Linked DNA regions of Rattus norvegicus: region 2 is linked to region 1. The links are chromatin contacts, called in public HiChIP or PLAC-seq maps. All regions are on one chromosome and are shown on one strand. Each heading gives the region's core, a stretch centred on a gene start, on an enhancer-like site or on the middle of the called end of the contact. The rest is flanking DNA. Distances are from core to core; before and after follow the strand shown.

Region 1 (6,584 bases), core at 1,307-3,806:
ACCTTCCTTGCTTAGGTGACAGTGGTCCTTTGGTTGTCCCCAACCCACCCCCCGCCCCGTCTCCGCTCCCATGGAGTAACTGTTTTGAACTTATGATGTTTCCTATAGAAAAGCTGAACCTAGCCTCTCTGGTGATAAACTAAAGTCATTTGACCACGTGAGCTACCTACCCCGCAGGCTCTAGCCCAAGAAATGATGAGTATTCTATTTTTTTAAAAATTGTTTACTGGGACAGAACACACCCAGAGCCTCACATGGTGCAGGCAGGGGGTGCTACAGTGAGCAGGTATGTGGTGGAGAGATAGGAGAGGAAGAGAAGAGGAATGGTTTGAGGACTACGAAGACAGGCAGAGCTAGAGGCTCGAGGGTGGTAGTGAACAGTCTACTGTGAGTAGCCACCTGAGGCCAGGGTTGAGGAAGACCTTGAGTCACATAAAGAGTTCCAGGGCAGCCTGGGATACAATGTGAGACTCTGTCTAGAGAAAAATAGTAGTGAGATAAATAAGTTAAGAAAGATAGATGACGTATTTGTGCAAATCCTCTTAGATGTAAATGCAAGTGACACGTTGAAATATATAAATGGACCGGAGAGCGAGTGGCCGTAGAGAGGTCCCAAAGGAAGAAGTGACCTGTCCCAATGACATGGGAAAGTCACCTACACCAGACTCGGTGTAGGTTTATTAACTGGCGCCAGCTGACAGCCCTTACAGACAACAATGACAAACAGAAATCATTAGTTCTCCCCCATCTTATTTTACTTTTTCTCCTTTGGATGGACCCCGTTACTTAGCTTTGTCTCCTTGATTCTCCAGGCAGTTACAGGACCCTCTGCTGCAGGCCTTTCTGAGGACAGTGCCCCTCCATTCTAAGTAGCCAAGAGCTTCTGCAGTGTATTTTTAGAATGGCTTTTTGGTTGTCTCAGCTTATACTTGGCACATTTGTCTGAATACTTCCAGTTGCCATTTTCTCTGGTGCCAAACATGGGATCATTAAAAAAAAAAAAAACCAAACAACCAATATTCCAAGGCGGGGCTTTGTGGGTAAAGGACTCGACACACAAGCATGATGACCTGAGATTGAATTCCCAGAAATGTCACATGAAGCTGGGTGAGGTGGCACGCTTCTGCAAATCCATTTTTCTTATAGTGAGATGGGAGGTGAAGGTGTGAGAGTCCCAGAAGCTCGAGGGCCACTTAGTCCATTAGATACTGTGGTAAACAATAATATGTGTGTGTGTGTGTGGATGTGGATGTGGATGTGGATGTGGATGTGGATGTGGATGTGGATGTGGATGCAGATGCGGATGCGGATGTGGATGTGGATGCTAGATGGCAGCCTGGTGTCTTCCTTTAGCTCTCCACCTTTTTTGTCTGTCTGTCTGTCTGTCTGTCTGTCTGTCTGTCTGTCTGTCTGATGGGGTCTCTCATCCTGGAGCTCAGAGTAACTTGGCCATCAGCACATCCTGAACCCCTTTCCCTGTCATGTAAGGGTGATGAGTGCACACTGCCAGGCCTGGATGTTTCCTGTGGGTTCTAAGGCTCAACCTCAGGCAAGTGCCTTACCAGGAGAGCCTGCTGCCTGTGTGTTCAAAGTGTGTTTTCCCATGGACAATATGGGTTGGTTATAACCATTTCTTTGGCTATACTAGGGGTGACAAGGGACCAGCCCTTGGTACAGTCATCCTGCTTTCCTCTTTGTCAGCATTTCCTTGTCTATTCTCTTGGGTGGCTAATGCTTCTTGTGTGGAAACCATTCTCCCCCACCATTGGAGTAACAGGACCCTTTATTTTGACTCATCCTTGAGATCAAAGGGCTCCATTGCCAAGTTCATTTTCCAGAAGGCCTCTGAGTTGTGAGCCTTTTTATGCCTGGAAATATAATCTCTAGTCTTTTAACTCCCGCTCCAACTCAGCTGGGTGGGGTGTGCTTGGATCACATGCTCTTTCCTCCTGGACAGTTTGCCTTTGCTGTGGCTCTGGTTGCTGCTAGAAGGGCATCTGAAAGCTGCCTTCTTCTTCCAGTGGGATTTTTTTGTCTTGAAACACACACACACACACACACACACACACACACACACACACACACACACACAATGTTTAATGGATTAGCCAGAAAGCTGCTACAGACATTTCTTATTAATTGTCTTTTCAATCTTTTAGAAGTGTTTTATCATTATTTATGTGAATGGGTGTCTTGCCTGCACATATGTCTGGGCACCACACGCTGTGATCACAGAGCCAACAAGGACATCGGATCTCCTGGGACTGGAGTTACAGGGGACTGTGAGCCACCATGTAGGTGCTGGGAATTAAGCCAGTGCCCTTATCCACTGAGCTGTCTCTCCAGGTTCACGTGTCCAGACTTTATACAACCAGGCAGATCCATGTAACAGCCGTGTAACTTCAGAGAGATTGCTTGTCCCCAAGAGGCTGCTTCTCAAATCAACAAATAGTAGAAATATTTTTCTTAATCGCCACGCAGAGCCAGTGAGGCCATACAGAGACGTGAAGTATCTGGCAAGCCGGACGGTATGTGGTGTCATGCGGCATGGTGTCAGGCTGTGCAGGGCCCCACTGCATTGCTGTCAACTCCTAGTCCTTGCAGGGCTGGCTCAGCCTGTCAGTTGTCTAGAAGCCTCAGTTCTCCTTCCTCCCCTTGGCTGATTGGGGGATGGCTATCCAGAATGTAAACTGCCCACAGGGTGTAATTGATTTCTAGCTGATTAACCCCAGAGGACAAGGTGGTAATAAACTGATCTGAATGCTTAGCCTTGGGAGAAGGATCCCGGAGGTTTGAAGCATCCTTGCCATGCTGCCTCCTTGGACTGAACCCTGACAGTGATTTACAGACGCTGTGCTGTGCTGGACTGAATGTGTGGATACAGGTGCTTCCGGCAGTGCTTCTCAAGGTGGGTTCTGGCATCGATTACTTTTCCTGTTACTCTGGCATTGATTACTTTTCCTGTTACTGTTAAGAGAATACCTGAGGGAAACAACCCTCTGGCTGCAATGTGAGATGTCCCCTCTCACACATCCCTGCTGCCACAGGGCTGTTGGGTATCCCACAATCCCTGAAACCACAGGCTGTAATAAACCTCACTTTTTTTTTCTTTCTTTCTTTCTTTTTTTTTTTTTTTTTTGTTTGTTTTATGTACCTGAGTACTGTGGCTCTCTTCAGACACACCAGAAGAGGGCATCAGATCCCATTACAGATGGCTGTGAGCCACCATGTGGCTGCTGGGATTTGAACTCAGGACCTCTGGAAGAGCAGTCAGAGCTCTTAACCACTGAGCCATCTCTCCAGCTCCTAAACCTCACTTTTAAGTTATTTCTGTCATGGAATTTTCTTCTCACAGTGGGCAACGTAACTAGTAGGGTAGCCTAGGCAGACCCTGAACTCTCGATCCATCTGAACTACAATCAAGCTGTTTTGGAGAATCCATAATGTTGATGTATTTATAAAGAGATAAAGAGGTGGGGATTATGTTTTCCCCTTGGGAGACCAGCAACATGATGGTGAATAAAGTTTATTCATGGCATGGGAAGGAAATTAAGGGGGTAGTAGGGGGCAGAGTGGGGGGAGAGGAAGAGGAAGGAGGAGGAGGGGAGGGGATGGGAGAGGAAAGGAGAGGAGAGAGAAGAGAGAAGAGAGAAGAGAGGAGAAGAGTAGAGGCTGGCCATGAGCATGTAGAGAGAGGGGGAGGGAAAGGAAATGGGGAGAGAAGGGACAAAGAGGGAAGAGGGTAAGAGCAAGAGAGCACAAAAGAGAACGAGAGCAAGGGATCGAGGCGGGGACAAGCAGCCCCCTTTATAGTGTCAGGCCTGAGAGTTAACTTCCAAGCCCTCTGCAGTGGCTTCGCCTTAAAGAAACAAAGTATCACTGTCATTCATGGCTCAGCAGTGAGGGCCATGAAGCTATGCTGTAGATCCAGAATCCCAGTATGGATGGTGTTGTTTATAAAAGGATAAAGAGAGGGGGGATATGTTCTATGGAGGTCTGAGGAAAGGGGGTGCCTCCACAGGCCCATGCTGAGATGTCCCTTTCCCCTGAGGGACCAGCCACACAAGGACTGTATCGTACAGAATAGAGCTTATTTAGGGCATGGGGAGGGGAGTTAGAGGGTAGTAGGGCAGAGAAAGAGGGAGAGAAAGAGAAGTTGGGAAATAGAAGAGTAGAGGAGTAGAGGCCAGCTATGGAGAGAAGGGGGGGAAGGGAATGGGACAAAGGGAGAAGAGGGTGAGATCAAGAGAGGACAAGAGGGCGGCTGGGGATTTAGCTCAGTGGTAGAGCGCTTGCCTAGGAAGCGCAAGGCCCTGGGTTCGATCCCCAGCTCCAAAAAAAAAAAAAAAAACAAACAAGAGAGGACAAGAGGGAGCAAGAGAGTGATGAGGGGGCAAGCAGCCCCTTTTATGTCAGGCATGCCGACTGTTGCCAGGTAACTGGGGTGGAGCTTGGACAGAATGCTAATAAATGTTCCTTTGGACATCTGGGGAACGCCTTATCAGCATTAGGGTCTGAGGAGATGTCCCAGGATCCAAAGTACTTTCTCTGAAAATTTGACAAGTGGAGCTTGGTTTACTAAAAACCCACATTAATATGGTGTGGGCATAACAGCACACCTGCAATTCCAGCCTTAGTGGGGACAGGGGATTTCCTGAGCAATCTGGCTAGCAAGTTTAGGGGAATTGGTAAGCTCTGAGTTTGTTTCAATGAAGAAGGTAGAAGAGATACTAAGAATGATTTCAGACATCAACTCCGGGGCCTCCAGAGGCCCGCCCACACCCGTGCATGAGCTTGCACATGCATGTGTGTGTACATACATGTGAAACCATGTATAGACACGCAATGTCATGAAAAATGGAGACAGGAGAGATTTCTCTTTTAATGGGGTATAATTGATATAGGAATGGCTACACTACACAGTTAATGTGCGTATTTGGCAAGACTGGGCATCAGCAAATGTCATTAAAGTCATTATCTTAATAATAGGTGATAAGTGTGTATTACCTCCAAACGTTTCCTCACACCCCCCTTTAATGTGGTAAGAACGCCGTATGTGGTCTGGCCTCTTCACAGAGTGGTGAACATGCAGGGTTGCCGGCTGTTGATGTAGCTTTACACTTACAGCTGCCGACCGCGGTTTAAAGCATTTCCTACTTACTCTTCCCAGACAAAAGTACAGACCTCCCTGGTCTTAGAAATGTTCATTTTCGCCACTTGTGGCACACACCCTTTAACCTTAGCAACTGGGGAGGCAGAAGGCAGATCTCCACGAATTCAAGGCCAGCCTGGTCTACAAAGTGAGACCCTGTCTAGAAAAAGCCTGTTTTCCCCCTCTGGACATTATGATACATGTCTGTAATGCCAACACTTGATGGTCGTAGGAGAGTCAGGTGTTCGAGGCCAGCCTCGGGTACATGGCCAGTTTGAGGGCAGCCTATGCTATAAAAGGCCCTGTCTCAATACCCAAAGAAAACCAGACTATTTGCTTCCTATGGTTATTCCATAAAAACATGTTTGGTTCCCAGATAAAGAAGACGATCTTCTGTTGGCTTTAAAGGGGACTTAGAATGTCAACAGCTCTGAACACAATTCAGTCCTCTGTCGTGTGGTCTTGCTACTCAGCCTTTGATCCTCTAATTTGCACTTACTTATGTTTCTTTAAATTTTTATGTCTTCATCATCATTATTCAAGAAAGGGTTTTGTTACATAGTCCAGGTTGGCCTTGAACTACTGTACTAACCATCCTCCTGCCTTAGACACTTGAGTGCTGAAATTACAGATGAGTGCCAAGACCCCAGACCCCTAGCCATGGCCTTTCAGTGGAGGCCTGTCCTTTTTACTTAACCCAATGCAGGGGAATAGCCACCTTGTGAAGTCCGGGCCCCGATGGAAATTACACACATTCTATATATTAAGAAGCATGTAGGAGGGGATTTCTCTCTACTGGGAGATAGTTTTCTATGGTGGTGGACAGATCTGTGTGGGCTATAGCCTTTGAGCTACATGAGGCAGCTAGAGAGTAGTTAGGGCAAGGACCTGATGTAAGGAAATGGGGGGAGGGCAAGGCTCTGTGTTGCTAGTTCTTCTGGAAGATGCAGGCCTTGCCCCCAGCTGATGGTTGGATAAAGGAACCTATACCCAGCATGGGGTTATGTCATGGACAGACTTTACACCACTAGGAGGTTGAGTTTCATCTTGTCTGCTTGTTGGCCTCAGTTCCTGGGGAACTGTTAGAATTTGCAATAATCTGAAGATGAGTGTGTGTGTGTGTGTGTGTGTGTGTGTGTGTGTGTGTGTCAGTGTCCAGCAGCCAGCCTTCTTATGGTCGTGCATGTTCCCTTATGACTTAATCTTGTCGATTTGAACGTTCCTTTCCTGCATACCCAAAGCACGAGCCCACATTTTATTTCTGTCAAGGCTCTTGGCTTCTCCAATAGTTTCAGGTTTCTGGAACAACTGTATGTGGTCTTCAAAGTCCAGGGCCAACACTTGGCCTTGGACCTTATCTCATGCCTTCGGCCTGAGTAGGCTATGGGAGAGTCATGAGAAAAGGGGACACTGAGGAGCAGAAACATGTGGT
Region 2 (6,584 bases), core at 1,463-3,962, 150 kb before region 1:
TTTCAGGGCTAATACCGGAGTTAATTAATACAGCTGTAATGGAAATTTCTGGGCACCTATAGATCAAGATTGTAGCTATAGGAGGCAAGGATGGCGTCTGGACCACTCTGAGTCCCTCTGTCTCTAAGTAGCTGCTCCACAAACACCAGTTGAGTCATTTTCTTTGTTGTAAGTAATGTAAACGGCTCTGGATACTACTGGGGCACTGAGTAGCATTTGGAACCCTCAGAGCAGAGCAACCCAGCTTGAAGGGCTCAGCTTGAAGGTGGCAAGCCCAGAGTTCTCTGCACACTCATCTACTGGCGACTCTCCACGCTGCATCAGGTAAGTAGAACTGGCTCTTTATGGATACCTTGATTGTAACCGCCTTTCGAACTTTGAAACGTCTCCCGTTGTTTTAATGTGGAGACACAGGAGGGCGCTCTAACCAACCGGCACGAAGGAATGATGCGAACCTCACTGGTTTAGTCTGTTCATTAGGTGCACTTGGGTACCCATGTGAGGGAGGCTGGCGTTAGTGCCTGCTTTGGAAGATGGGTCTTAGAATACGAGGGGATTCATTTCTTTACCACAAGAAAGGTCTTCAGACGCTGGCTGCCCCAAGTAAATGTCTAGAATCCTTTACCATGGTAACTCTTGTAATCGTGGCTGGAGCCCAACGGAAGTTCCTAATGAGACTAGTTCAGCTGAAAACTCCCCTGAAATGTATGAGGAACGAACGACAACTGATACTGTGCACTCTAATGCCGTGGTTGTAACCTCAGTAGGTCCTTTGAAACGTCTCACATTGTGTTTTAACATCTCACATTGTGTTTTAACATGCGGACACCGGTGGGCGCTCTAAACAACTAGCGACGAAACGTTAAAGGTTTCACAGCCTTTTCAATTAAAAAAAAATTTTTTTTGCTGAACCTTTTTGTTTTTGTTGTTTGTTTGTCTCACCGGGCAAAATAAGCAGGGATACCTACTCCTCCCTCGTGGTCTCTTCTGTGACAAAGGTCTCCAAGACACACCCTGCATACTGCTCGAGACAATGGCCGAAATGCAGAAAGAGAAAGGGGGCTTGGAGAAGGCTGCTGGGAGATTTCTGCGCTCCTGCTATCCTTTCACCGTGGTTGTCCCCAACTAATGAAAACAAAACCTACCTATTTATTTATTTATCAACCACAGGCTAGCCCTTGATTTTGGCTATAAAGATTCAGCTAGTAAAGCTTGCCAAAGGCTCCTATCTAGAGGACAGTTGGCCAAGGCCAACCTAGGGCAGTAAAGACAGACGGAGACTTCCTCCAAAGAAGCAGCCAGTCTGGTGCCGGTTTCTATCTGTTAAGTGCAGGTGACACCTGCCTTGTGCTCTTAGTTTGCCAAGGGAAAGGGCCAGTGGGAGGGACACTGGAGGTGATATCAACCTTCCCACAAATCGATCACACTGAATCTTACTCTCAAAAGATAAAGCCAATCTACTTCTTGTTAATCGGTGACAGCTCACATGAGCCACGAAGTGTGCTGTCTGGCAGCCAGAGTCACGGAACAGGACTTACTCGCTAGGGCCGGTTTTTTTTTTTTTTTTTTTTTTTCACACGGGTCCCTCCAGCTGGAACGCTCACTCTAGGGAGGAAGGGTTGCGGGGCTACTGGAGGGGTTCTCCGTCTAGGGTGTGGCCAGTGAAGCAGTTTTCCCTAGCTGTTAAGAGTGGATGGTGACGCGCAGCCCCGAGGCGGCGCGGGTTCCAGTTGGCCGGGCGCTCAGGGTCTCCACTGGCTGGGAGGTGCATTGCCTCGGTCACCGCCCCAGACTCAGGAACTCTGTACAGACTCCGGATTACAGTTTCGTCCGTTTGTGGCCCCTAGATACAGGATCCAGATTAAAGAGGGAGGAAAGGATGGAAACTTGACAGGAGGATGCTTCATTTCACACACCGGGAAGCTGGGAGAGGTTGGGACACATGTCTTAGACCCTTTCTGGGTTCACCTGCGTGTGGTACTCCCCAGAGACAACAGAGCGCCTACCCGCCTTAAGCGCTCTCCTAGGCGAGCGAGCCAATTAGCTCACGATCCCTAAGCCTCAGGAACTGTTATCCCCTTACATTAAGGGGTGAGGGAATGGCCTTGTACACGTCGGGAGGCTTGTCCCGAGTGTGGCAGCTAGTAATGAAACGAGGTCTTTGAGGTGGGGTATGTGTAACCCTAAAATGCAGACCCCAGTCCACAGCTCCTGGATCTGCCATCATGCTGCTAGCACCTGGGGCCAAAGCTGTTCTAGAGAAAGATGGAGCGAACGACTAGGTGGCTTTCCCCCATCCCCACCCTCAGTTCTGGGTGCGGAGGGACCACCCCAGCACTGCTGGCTCCCCCATCTTGTCTCCGGGGATCTCTTCTCCAGAGGGAGTACCATTTTGGAGAACTATCCCTTTGCTGGATCCAGGAGCAAGTGGAGGATCTGAGGGTTCACGGATAGGAAGGGAAGCCGGGGAGGCTAGCAACTCAGCAGCCCGTGCAGCGGGACCGCAGTGTCGCTAGTTTATCCCTGCGGGCGTCCACGTGGTGGGGTGTGTGGTACTTTCATTCAAACTTTGGGGAGTTCTCGGTTCGGGCGTCAGTGAAGGTGTGACCAATCAGAGTCCCGAGACGGGAATAAATTATGCAAATATCCATCTGGCGATGGGTCAGATGACTAGAATACTTTTAAAAAGTACCTCTCCTGGAGTTCGCGGTGTGACAGCGGCGAGTCCCGGCTTCACTGCAGGTCCGGGCGAGGACAGGTCGAGCTGGGCAGCGTGTCCCTCCACCCGCTCCCTTTCCCCCTCGCCGCTCGCAGCGCTACCAACCTTCCAGGTTGTAACTTCTGCTCCCGCTGCCCACCCCATCACCTTCTGGCCGGGACCCGGCCTGTCCACTTCTAGGCTCAGGAGGTTTTAGTGGCTTCAAAACAAAACAAAACCCCAAACCAAAAAAAAACCTGCTTGAGAGGAGGGGGCGTGGCGGGGAAGGATGCGAGACCCGGTTTTCCTGCTCGGCTTCTGGAGCCTCTATTGTTGCTTCCCGGCGGGAAGTCTCACAACCTTACGTCCCCAGGGGTCGCTGCGAGGTAATGTGCATTTATTTTTATTATTATTCTTCTCACTTCTTTTCTGCGCTGGGCCCTTACCGTCCTGCGGACCCTTCGTCAGTGCTTCTACATCCCAACGAAATCCTTCCCCACTGCATTGTCTGTGTTCTCCTCCTCGGTCTCGGAGGCCACTTGCCCTGGCCTTTCGGAGAAGAGCATCCGTTAGCAAGCCGTCCTGGAGGCTGCGGGCGAGCAGAGTGCGTGGGCTGGAGCCCTCTCTTTGCTTCCTTCCCATCCCATTGATAGCGCAGTCCGGCTAGCTGAGCTGCCTTCTAGCCGCGCTTAAATTATATCATGTTTTAAACCGTGTCTTGTCTTTGGAGGTTGGTGAGGCTAGAGGATTCTTAGAAAGCGCTCTAACTTCCGGTGCCTCTCCCCCTGCCCCCCTTCATCAGCGCTTAGGTGTTTTGGAAGTTACGGTGGAGGTGGCGTGGAGAGTCTCAGATGAATAATGGCTTGTAGAGAACACCTGGTCTGTGACATCCTCCCGGAATAAATCGTCCTTCCTCTCCCCTCTCCCCCATTCTTCTAGCGTCTTGCTCTTGGCTTCTTTGGTTCGGTATAGAACTCTTGGACCGGAGGCAACCTGCAAGGGCGGGCGGGCGGAGTGAGGGCGGGGTCATCCAGAGCCAGTGTCAGTGCAGGGCCCCAGAGCACCCAAGCCAAGACCTATCATTTCAGTTAATCTGCAGATATAGAGCCAGGAGCTAGGAGTCCACGTTAGTTTATCGGTACCTGGGAGCTTAATTTGGAAGGGGCTGGGGGGCGGGGGGGGGAAGGTAGCTTCTCCTAGCTAGTGTTAGCATGAAGGGTGACTTGAGGTGGGTGGCATCTGAAGTTCTTTCAACTTTCTGTGTTCGGTGGTTCTGACTAGGGGGATGGTGCCATTCCTTTGAAAAGTTATCCCTGCATCCCAGTACCAGAGACTGTTGATGGTGGGAGGAAGACAGCAAGGAACAGAATAGATGGCAGTCCCTATCCTTGTGGGATCTAATCTCAGCCTTTCAAACTAATGTAGGCAAAAGCTATTCAGGAGTGAGGGAGGGAAGCAAAGCTGAGGGAGGTTTAAAGTGCTGCCATCAGGTTGGGGGTTAGCGGGTGGGGGGCGTACATTTTACCATGAGCGGTCAGGGAGAACCTTATCTAGAACTTGACCCCTGAGCAAGAAACCGAGAGGGTCATCTGGGTGAAGAACCACCACGAAGGCCCAGAAGCCAAAGTGACCAGTCCTTAAGTTGTAGGAACCAAGCTGGATTGCAGTGGGGTGAGGTCAGAGCAAGCCAGGAATCAGGGTGGTCCTCCTTGTCTATGTTTGGGGTTAGCTTCAGCTCTCTTGGGAGGCCAACAGCTCCCCCTTTTCCCTAAGCTACCCCATCTGCTCTCTGTGAGAATGGTTATCCAGGTTGGAGGACAGAATTGGTAGCTCAAATTTCTGCCAGTTGGGGCTTTAATTTCATGACGGTGAACCCGTGTTCGGGTCATGTGTCTTTAGCTGTGCTTTTTTGGATTTTGTCCCTCTTTCGTCTGGCATATGTCCCCAGCGCCTTGTGTCTCCATGGCTATCGTTTCTCTGCCCTCTTCCCTGTTTTGTTTTTCCCTTAGGGATGGGGGTGGGGGTGGGGGGACAATGTCTCATGTAGCCCTGGCTGGCCTCAAACTCACGAGCATGTGCCACCACACCTGGTTTGTGTGGTGCTGAGCCTCAAACTCAGTGTCTTGTGCACGCCAGGCAGGCTGTTGACTGTCTTGAGTTTCATTACTGTTTCCCTTGTGTATCATTTAGATTCTGGAGATTAAATCCGTGGCCTTGCATGTACCAAACACCCTGTGCTACAGAGCTGCACCCCTGGTCCCTTACAACTAACTATGAGTGCTTGTTATTTTTTAAGAATTGGAAACCAGGACTGGCTAAATCGTTCAGATTTGCCTTCCGTTCACTCTGTACCTCAGGCAGGTCTCCGGTCTTGCTGTCATCCTGCCCTCAGCCTCAAAGTAGCTGGGACGACAGTCTTGTGCTACATATAAGAACTGGCTCATCGGGTTGGGGATTTAGCTTAGTGGTAGAGCGCTTGCCTAGCAAGCGCAAGGCCCTGGGTTTGGTCCCCAGCTCCGGAAAAAAAAGAAAAAGAAAAAAAAAAAAAAAAGAAGAACTGCCTCATCCTTCCGTTTCTTAACTCTTGGTGAAATTAGGCTCCGGGATGCTCATTTGATATCTCCCTGAGATTTCTGGGTAACAGCTGAGTACACTCTTCTTTCCTAATCCACTATCAAGAGAGGTTTACTAGGGTGGATGGAGGAGCCACAGTGTGGGCCAGTTAGTGACTGTCTTAAGTGATAGTGTCACGTGGCCGTCGGTGCCACGTCCTGGGAGCAGGAAAGGACAGCAGTGTATGTGACAGAGAGCTGGAAGGGGCAGCTTTGCTGCTCTGAGGCATTTTCCCGTGGCTTCTGCTATTGGAGTAACAAACTGGTGCCTGTTGCTCCTGCAGAGAGCCCTGAGAATGTGTAAGGTCTTTGAAGTAAGTGTTAGATCGCAATGGGAATGTCAGGGAAAGCCCTTTGTACAGTGGATCAATATAATCCCAAACCTCTCAAAACTTGGAACCTGGGAACTTGTATGGCAAGAACCTGATATGCTCTCAGGTCCTGTGGCAGCAAACCCCGAGAGAGAGCTACTTGTGGTCTTTGTATTTTTTCTCTCTAGAGTGTGAGTTGTCCTATGTTTCTCTGCAGAAAAGTGTTAGTACACTTGATCCATGGGGGATACCTCAGACTCTACTGGGGCTGCCCTGCAATATGCGATATGTTTCTCAATGCTTGCCTCCTCCCTTGATGTCGCTGTCACTCCTTGCCAACCCCTCTCCCTCCCCCAGTTTTGCCACATAAATCCCTGGCTGACTGGATTTCACTGTGCTGCTCATGTTGGTTTCAAACTAGTAATCCTTTTGCTTTAGCCTCCCAAGTACTGAGATTAGTCATTATGAAGTAATTTGAACAGGTGTGAGCCAACAGGCCAGAGAGAGAGAGAGAGAGAGAGAGAGAGAGAATATTGGATGAGGACAGATTCCAAGGGACCTGGAACTCTCTCTCTAGCTCCTGCTAGCCTAGAATACACAGTCATCCTGCCCCCACCCAGTCCTGCCTCTGGGGTGCTGGTATTGCAGACACATACCATCGTGCCTGGCCATAAACATTTTTTTTTAATCTGAAAATTTCTAAATTCTTGACTCAACTGGCCCTAAGGATTTCAGGAAAAGAGAACCCACACTCCAAAGGTAGGAATTTGAGGGAGGGAAGGGAGGGAAAATCAGTTTGGTAGGGAAAAAATAAAGAAAAGTAAGAAAGATAGCTACTTCTGAGCCACAGAATTTAGTTCAAATGACTAATTAATACTCACTGAAGATAGTTGGGATATCAGATTTATGATAATTTCAGAGTCCCTTAGGAGGCGAAGAGGAAACACTCAGTAGGTGTAAAAA

What was found. HiChIP or PLAC-seq counts read pairs in DNA pulled down with a chosen protein or histone mark.
Region 2: an H3K27ac HiChIP or PLAC-seq map of oligodendrocytes shows a contact between it and region 1, with 8 times the contacts expected there. The contact joins the promoter of Lipg here to the enhancer-like site in region 1. A contact is called at or near these places in 11 of 12 Hi-C or Micro-C datasets (the A7r5 cell line, the Rat2 cell line, Schwann cells and 7 more) and 1 of 1 datasets of contacts at active chromatin or transcription factors (oligodendrocytes).

The regions. Positions count from the first base shown.
Region 1 is chr18:70,653,948-70,660,531 of GRCr8, reverse strand. No RefSeq gene overlaps it. Among named protein-coding and RNA genes, the nearest start is that of Acaa2, 37 kb to the right of the region's middle. Within about 2 kb of position 2,556, at least 3 of the 93 cell types and tissues checked have an H3K27ac peak or open chromatin away from gene starts, as enhancers often do.
Region 2 is chr18:70,807,387-70,813,970 of GRCr8, reverse strand. Lipg (lipase G, endothelial type) reads left to right here and starts at 2,712. Exons shown (of 10, transcript NM_001012741.2): 1 at 2,712-3,084. The coding sequence starts at 2,988.